2 separate regions of the Zea mays genome follow, and region 1 is linked to region 2. Evidence: chromatin contacts called from public Hi-C data. All regions are on one chromosome and are shown on one strand. Each heading gives the region's core, a stretch centred on a gene start, on an enhancer-like site or on the middle of the called end of the contact. The rest is flanking DNA. Distances are from core to core; before and after follow the strand shown.

Region 1 (3,671 bases), core at 145-2,644, 440 kb before region 2:
CTTCAGTCATAGTAGTGTAATGAAACCATACGACTCTTCCAAGCAGAAAGGCTAAATGAAATGTTAGTATAAGATCAAAACCTTTGCACCATACAGGTAAATACAAACTGCAAATCCAAATTTATCTGCATTTCAATTGTATGGGGGCCACAGTTTGGCTTTATCATGAATAATCATTACGAAGTAAAATCAAACAGTATTAGCATCATTTGTTCCACTCGGTTCATGGAATTGTAAAAAAATAACAAGGTAATTGACACTCAATTGACCATTTCCAACAAGGGCAACACTTAGTGAAAGTTTCCCGTGCCAAAAAAAAAATCTGCTAGACTCCCAACTGTGGTACTTTGTGGATTTTATCACTTTGATTGTCCTTTCCACACACGATTCACAAATATTCTTGTTTTCCCATGTTGGCATGCAAGTAAAGTTGACATCTAGAAGGGCCATCATCTACAAGAATAACCATGTGAGAGGGCAAAAGCCAAGTTATACGTAAATCGCTTTTCCCCAACGCAGGCCACAGGCTAAAGTTAGGCCAATAAACAGCACCTAGTTCAACGTCACTACACCGAGGTATTCTTGTGCTCCGAATATGCGAGGCGGAGCAGAGTCATAACCTCCTCGCATACAATTGTCAAAACTCAAAACCCACCAAATTCTGGCCGAAACACAACGGCGACTGAGCGTCTACGGCAACTAACACCCATAAAAAACCGAAACCCCTACAAATTCCCCATGACGACTCGACAAGAAGTGGGAGGCAGCGCGCTCACCATACGTCGGCGTTGAGGATGTCGCAGATTTCGAGGTTGACGGCCCAGTCGGGCCCCATGAGCAGGTGGCTCGTGGCCTTCTCCACCCGCGACGACGCGCTCGGGCGCGCCGCGGGCGCCGCCCCCACCATGGCCCCTGACGGGTACATGGCCAAGCGCCGCCCACCGCTGGCAGGAAGGGCTAGGGTTCCGACCGGAGGAGGATTGAAGAGGGGCGAGTGATAATTACCGGCTCCGCCCACCGGCTGCGTTTAGGACAGAGGTTTGCAAAAAATCAGGGGCCGTTAAGGCAGCTCTGGCGAAAGCAGACTTTTCCGATATAGGAAAATACTATCAATATCCACCGGCGTGAAGCGAGTGCTTAGCTGTCAAGCCCTCGTGACATGTCTCGCTATTGACAGGCGGGCCCTGTCCCGAGACCTAGCGCTTTATAGTTGGTCAAAACTAGGTTCCCCAGGCTGAATTACGTGGTAAGTACCTCGCTAACGCTAATACTCCAATTCGGTGAAGACATCGAAACTTGTGCATAAAAATATTCAGCCCTCTATTTTTTATTTATCACTAGTAGTTTAAAACAATTAGATTTTAGGGTTTTCCCAAAATAAAGTACAAATTGTCAATAATCCAGAGATGTCATCATTGCATGCTCTTTTAATTATTATTATGGTGATTATTCTTTCTTAAGGGTTTGTTTGGATAATCTCGGATTGAAATGGATTGAGGTGGTATGTGGTGTATTGAAGTGTAATATGAACTAATTTTTTTTCAATCCCCTTCAATACACCTTAATACACTTCAATCCCTCTGTACCCAAACAAAGCCTAACAGGGCCTAGCAAGAACCTTAAAACCGGTGCGCTGGCTCTTGTTTGTAGTGGCTCAACCGCGCGATTCATTTTGGAGCCATCGTCGAGGTGTATTGTATATATATATATCATATATTCGGGTGATAAGGTCCATGGATGACAGGGTCATCAAATTAAAAATATCGTTACCCTCCAACGTAAGGATGCAAAACCTAACCACTCCTTGAAGCCGGCAGCGGCGAAAGCTTGCTGCTAAATGCTAATGAACAAAATATATACGTGTGATGTCACGATTCGTAGTTTGTTACGACAGCTAATGCAAAAATTAGTAAGGTATCAGGCCAGGAACGAGTGATTTTGTCTACCAGATGCTTCCAAATTTCTTCTCTGTGCAACTAAAAGTCTAAAAAACAAATACCAGGAGGACCCGTCTATTAGGCTGCAGTAAAAGAGCCATTCGTTTGGATTTTATCCGAAACGATTTCTATTGTAAGGTTTTGTCAATATAGACTACAGTCTGAACAACTACCTTTAATCTAAAGTGAACAGCTTCAAAGTCACTAGACCATTTTTTAGTGTGTTGACATGTGGGACACACTCTCTTTGTCACACCTGAACATGGGATATTCCAGCTTGGGGAGTTTCACTCTAAGAATTTCAGCTTCGGTTTTCCAGCTTCACCTTAAAACAGCTCTAACAAATTATTGAGGTGGATTCAATTATTGTTTGACTTGCACGTGGACATCGACTTCTGTAATACAATTGGTTTGTGTGAGTTTCCTTTATTACTATTGATGATTAATGATTGTCACGAGAGAACCGAAGCGTTATATTGTGTAACCAATGTCGTGGTGTGTAATTTTCATGCAACTTCATGAGAAGGTATAAAAATAGTGTTTGTGAAGTATCCTTTGAGGAGCTTCATGAATTTCAGCTGACCTTTAGTTTTAATTTTTCTCAAAGCTAGAGCTCGTGAAGTTAGACCTGTTTGGATGGAGTATGTCAGTACCCTCGATCACGGGTACCCTCTCCTACAACATGAAGACGCTGCATCCATACAACACCTTAAGTCCACGTGAAGAATGGCGCCCAACCCCACCACATTGGGCAGGTCCAAGGGCGCCACGTGGCAAGGAAAGGTGGTGCATCTCAGTCTTCACCGTTGGGTCCGGACCTCCGAAGAACACCGGACCCCTATACGTACAAGCCCAGGGCCCCAAGAAGGCACGCCAGGACCCTTGGGAAGGCTCTGGTCCCCCTCCAAGTAAGGTCCGTGCATTAGCAAGGTCCCGGAACGAGAAGGACCCTGGCATTAGGGGCGGGGGTCCGGTGTTGGCGCGTGTCTAGGCCTTGCCCTGCGCTTCCCACTACTAGCGCAAGGCTTGCGACATAAGCCAACGGGCCAAGCCTGACGCAAAGCCCACGAAGTCGTGCAGCCTCTGCATTTATTGCCGAAAGGACGTGTCGCCTGCCACCACGCTAACGGGCGACGTGTCCTCCCAGCATTTAATACGTCCTGTCCAATCCGATGGCAGGCGGCGTCAGGGCCATCTAGCAGGCGGCGCGCCTGACCGGTCTGTTGGCAAACAGTGCGCCTGTACCGAGCAGCACACTATACTCATCATCCCTTCTACAAGAAGCCACCCCTGCACACCGAGGATACGGAGATCTCGGGTGTCAGGGCACTAGAAGATTGCCCCTGCAGCAAGCGTTTGTGGCTCCAAGTACTGTAATCGCTATATCTCTGGGCCCGCATGTCGAGGCTCAGTACCTTTATGCATGCCCCCCTTCGGCTATAAAAGGGGAGGCATGCAGCGTCACAGGGAGGTCGAACCCTAGGCTCCCTTAGACACTCACAAGTTCATACAAGCTCTCAAGCAATACATCACACAGTGGAGTAGGGTATTACACTCCGGCGGCCCGAACCACTCTAAACCATCGCGTGCTCTCGTGTGTTCATCTACCAATCTCGCAACAAGCAAAACGCTTAGGCCCCTCCTCTTCTTAGGATTTAGGGCGGGTGCAATCCGCCACTCGGCTAGAGAGATTTCCGCTTCGACATTTGGCGCGCCAGGTATGGGCTAGGCTTC
Region 2 (3,951 bases), core at 772-3,271:
TATAAAATTGTGCAGTATAATATAAGCAATCTTAAACAACATCCAAAGTACAATAAGTGTCAGTGTATCATGAATTATAGTCATGGGCCATTCAAACAGACAAGACATTGAAACTACCTTCCTGCTAGGTTGGTCCCTCCCTTTTTTCTAATTACTGAAACCACCTTCATAGATCGACTCGCGATGAACTGATGATTGGGCTGCCTGTACTGATGTAACATTAATACAGTATATCTATGCAGGAATCGGCACTCAACAAGAATGACATTGTTGGCCTGAACGATACTTCAGAACAATTTCAGCACCATATGACAGAAAATTTTAGAACAGACCCCCTACTTTTAACCGCAAGCAATAATTTCAACCAAAAAAAATCAATGCTAAATGTTGTTGGGAGATTGAAACAATTTTACTATGATGAACATGATAACTGCAGCCGAGCGAAATTTTGCAATGCTTTTTTCCATAGTAAAACACAATTAGCACTCTCTAAGTTTAGGGCACTAATTCAATAGCTTTGAGAGGATTACAGACAGCGTCACTCAACACTTTATGCCAACTTAAGCTTTAGCTGGTTGACTACCTTTGCCACAATTTTGGTTCACCGACTTTTTTGGCCCCATGGGCACCTTCATGTCCTGTAATTTCTGTACACTCAGGCACAGTTGTAGGGTGAAAAGGCTAATATAAGGATGCAATCTACCTGAGATCCTAACTAATGTACAACTTCATCATTTTAGAACGTACTGTACTAGTTATGTTCTCTCCAAAAAAAAAGAACTTATATAATCTTATAAACCTAGCATTGTCATATGATTTACCACAGTATAATATTGCTCAGAACATCAAACCCACAAATATTGCATACAACATTAAAAACTGATCACAGCCCCTAAGCATCCAGAGTTGACAATGGATTTTGTACACGAGGACCAAAATTTCTAATGAGGCAAAAATAACCAGAGATCCATAAAATTTGTCATGATGTAGAGTTGTACACATGAATGATGAATGTAAAGATCACACCGATACATGTTGGCATTTGACAATGCTTAATGGTCATTGTCACCAGATCTGGTGAAGTGCAAGAGAAGTACAGCAATTGCAGATCCTTGCGTAATTCCACACAAAGTAGAACAGAAAAATCGGATCCACTTATACAATGCTACTCGCAGGTGAGGTACCACATGAGCAAGGAGCTGGTTTATACAGCTTCTGGATCAGATCTCTATTTGACTTCAACTGAATTCGCCGAGCACAAGAATTTCCTACCGGTCCTTGATGCATCAAACCCCAGATCCGGGCGACGCAAGGAAGGAGATCAGCCTGCTGGTGGTGTTTCCACTGGACGCAGCGCTCGGATCATCAAGGAAGAGGTCCTCTGGAATGCGGCAGGCGCCGTGCGCTGCGACAATGGCGCCCCCGACAAGCAGCCCGGAGATGATGAGCGAAGCCACGGAGGTGAGGAAGAAGGCGAGCACAGAAGCGACGGTAAGGCCAAGCAGCGTCTCGCGGTCGGTGAAGGTGCGGCCGAAGAGCACGACGAGCTGGTCGGGGGCGCGGAAGACGTAGAGGAAGCACCAGGCGCCGAGGATGCTGAGGAGGACGAGGAGGGAGAAAGGGTGCGCCAGGAGCGAGGCCGCGAGGGAGAAGGCGACGACGGCGGCGTAGTTGACGCGGAAGTAGCCGAGGTTGCGGCGCAGGCGCGAGGTGGCCTCGGAGAGGGAGTCGGGGCGGGAGAAAGCCGATCGGTCCAGCAGCTCCGTCCATGGGCGCCGGTCCGCGAGCGAGCGCCGCGCCGTCTCGGCCAGCCGGCTCACGAAGAGGCGGAAGGCCGGCGTGGCGAGCGCCGCGTCGGAGAGGCCCGTGGCGGAGGACGGCGCGGAGCCGCCGCCGGCAGCCGTGCTGGTCACGGGGAGCAAAGGCGCAGGTGTCGCAGCGGAGGCCATGGTTGGTGTTGGTGCCTGAGCCTGACTGCCTGTTTTGCGGAATCTGAACTGGGACTGGGTCGACCTCTTCCACGACGAGTACGAACCCGAGCCCCGAGGTGCGCTTTCCTTCGTTTTTATGCTTCCGCAGATTGGTGCTTCTATGCCCGTCACCACTCACCATCATCACTAATACAGTGGGTACACGGCTAACACGGGGCCCATATGTCTCGTGCTTACAACATGCCTTTCCCACGAACGCACGATAACTCCTTCGGGTGTGCCTTCAGAACTAGGGATGAAAGTGGTAATCCGAACTGTTAGAACAAATTTAATATTTTAAAATAGATATGTATAAAATTTGATGTTAATCTTTTCTTATGTTATCAAGCACATTAGTACAAATATGAATAAAATATTATATAAGTTGTTTTATGTATTATTTGTTCTCTACAACACAAAAAGTTGAAAAATTTACCGAATTTGTTTCCGAATCCATACCGAAGTTTATATCTATTATTTGAGAAAATGTAGGATGAATTTGAGGTTTACCTTTTATGAATCTTAACAAGTTGGATATTAAAAATAAGAATACAAATTTGTATTGTATATTCTATATCCTATTTATTCACAATCAAAGAAAAAACTGATTACCGAATAAATATCGTTTCCGACCGTTTTCATCCCTATTCAGAACTGCAAAATAATCCGTGGGTCTAGACCTAACTTTTCACTGGGCCTCATTGGGCTGTAGGCCTTACTTGGCATTGAGATGGGAGACAGTACAACCATCGGTCTGGTAAGGCTGACCGATATATCTTTTCTCTACTAACTATTAAGTCATTAGTGTAGACTACCCTTGTGCCCCCGCCTCCCCCACGCTTCCTCTGCCCCTACCGCACAGTCCGCTTCCTCCGTCCCTTCCATGCAGTCCAACGAAACCCCGCACCAGTCGCCTCCGCGGAGAGGCAAGGGTACAGCTCGACCAGCTCATCGAACCCTCTTGGGTCGTTGCGCGCATTGGTCTTCTTCTCTATCCTCTCCCTGCGTTTGTCCTCCCAGATGAGCTTGGAGAGCCTGTAGATGGTGACGTCGTTGTCCTTCGCCGGGATCGTGCCGCGTTTGAGGCGGATAACGGCGTTGTCGTACCAGTTGCGGTGCGCGCACAACCGCCTGGTGATCTGCGCGGCGCTGAGGCGGCCCCACACCGCGGCGGCGAGGTCGTCTGCTAGGGGAAGTCGCTCGTGCTTTTGCCAGTGCGACGCGACGGTCTCGAGGATCGCGATCTCGTCGGAGGCCGGCCACGAGCGCACGGGTGGGCGGGGTTTCTTGAAAATGATGGACTCGGACTCTAAAGAGCCGTCCGAGAGCAGCGAGGAGGCGGCGGAGTCATCAGATTCAGGAGGAAAGTCGAAGGATGTCAAAGGTGATGGCGAGGGATCAAGATGTTCGTCGAAGCCGATGGGGGTGCTGCCGTCCGAGGACGCAGACGACTAGACGAGGGGTGCTCCTCCGATGTCATCGGCGGCGGCGAGGGTTTACGAAGCAATGGTTTGAGTATTTTGTTTCGTTTGGGCTTGAACGGTAGACAAGGCTAGGCTGGGCAGCTGCTTCAGCCAAACGAGGATAGAGCCAAAGAGGTGGTTGAGCTGAGTTCCAGCCTTCTAGGCACGCAAGCAGAAGCAGGTCGCCAAAGCTAGCAGGGATTGCGTCGTTGAAGCAATTAGACTGCGAGGCCAAGCGTCGTGAGTTTGCCTAGCTGCGTGGGGACAAAAATCAAGAGAAGGTAGGGCGAGCATGGATGGCTTGGTGCATCTGCGATGGCATTGGGGAATCGGCAGCGGGTGGAAAGATGCATTCATGCATTGCATGGGGAGCGCCGCTCAAATGTGTCTGCGCCGTGGCTCGACCGCTCGGGATGAATTCGGAGGGAAGAGGCGAACACGAGACTCGAGGGGCTGGAATACTGGAGCAGTCAACTGAACTCTAGAATGTTCGTGAGCTCTCGAGTCGTCGCTGTCAG

The links. Hi-C and Micro-C count contacts between places; a contact is called where the count stands out from the background.
Region 1: a Hi-C map of endosperm shows a contact between it and region 2, with 4 times the contacts expected there. The contact joins the promoter of LOC103651056 here to the promoter of LOC100282720 in region 2. A contact is called at or near these places in 2 of 25 Hi-C or Micro-C datasets (endosperm and leaf).

Annotation. Positions count from the first base shown.
Region 1 is chr3:189,193,931-189,197,601 of Zm-B73-REFERENCE-NAM-5.0, reverse strand. LOC103651056 (TOM1-like protein 6) reads right to left here and starts at 1,394. Exons shown (of 9, transcript XM_008676654.4): 1 at 777-1,394. The coding sequence starts at 925.
Region 2 is chr3:188,750,746-188,754,696 of Zm-B73-REFERENCE-NAM-5.0, reverse strand. It overlaps LOC100282720 (prenylated Rab receptor 2), which reads right to left and starts at 2,021. Exons shown (of 1, transcript NM_001155627.1): 1 at 947-2,021. The coding sequence starts at 1,949. The coding sequence ends at 1,287. It also overlaps the pseudogene LOC103652421.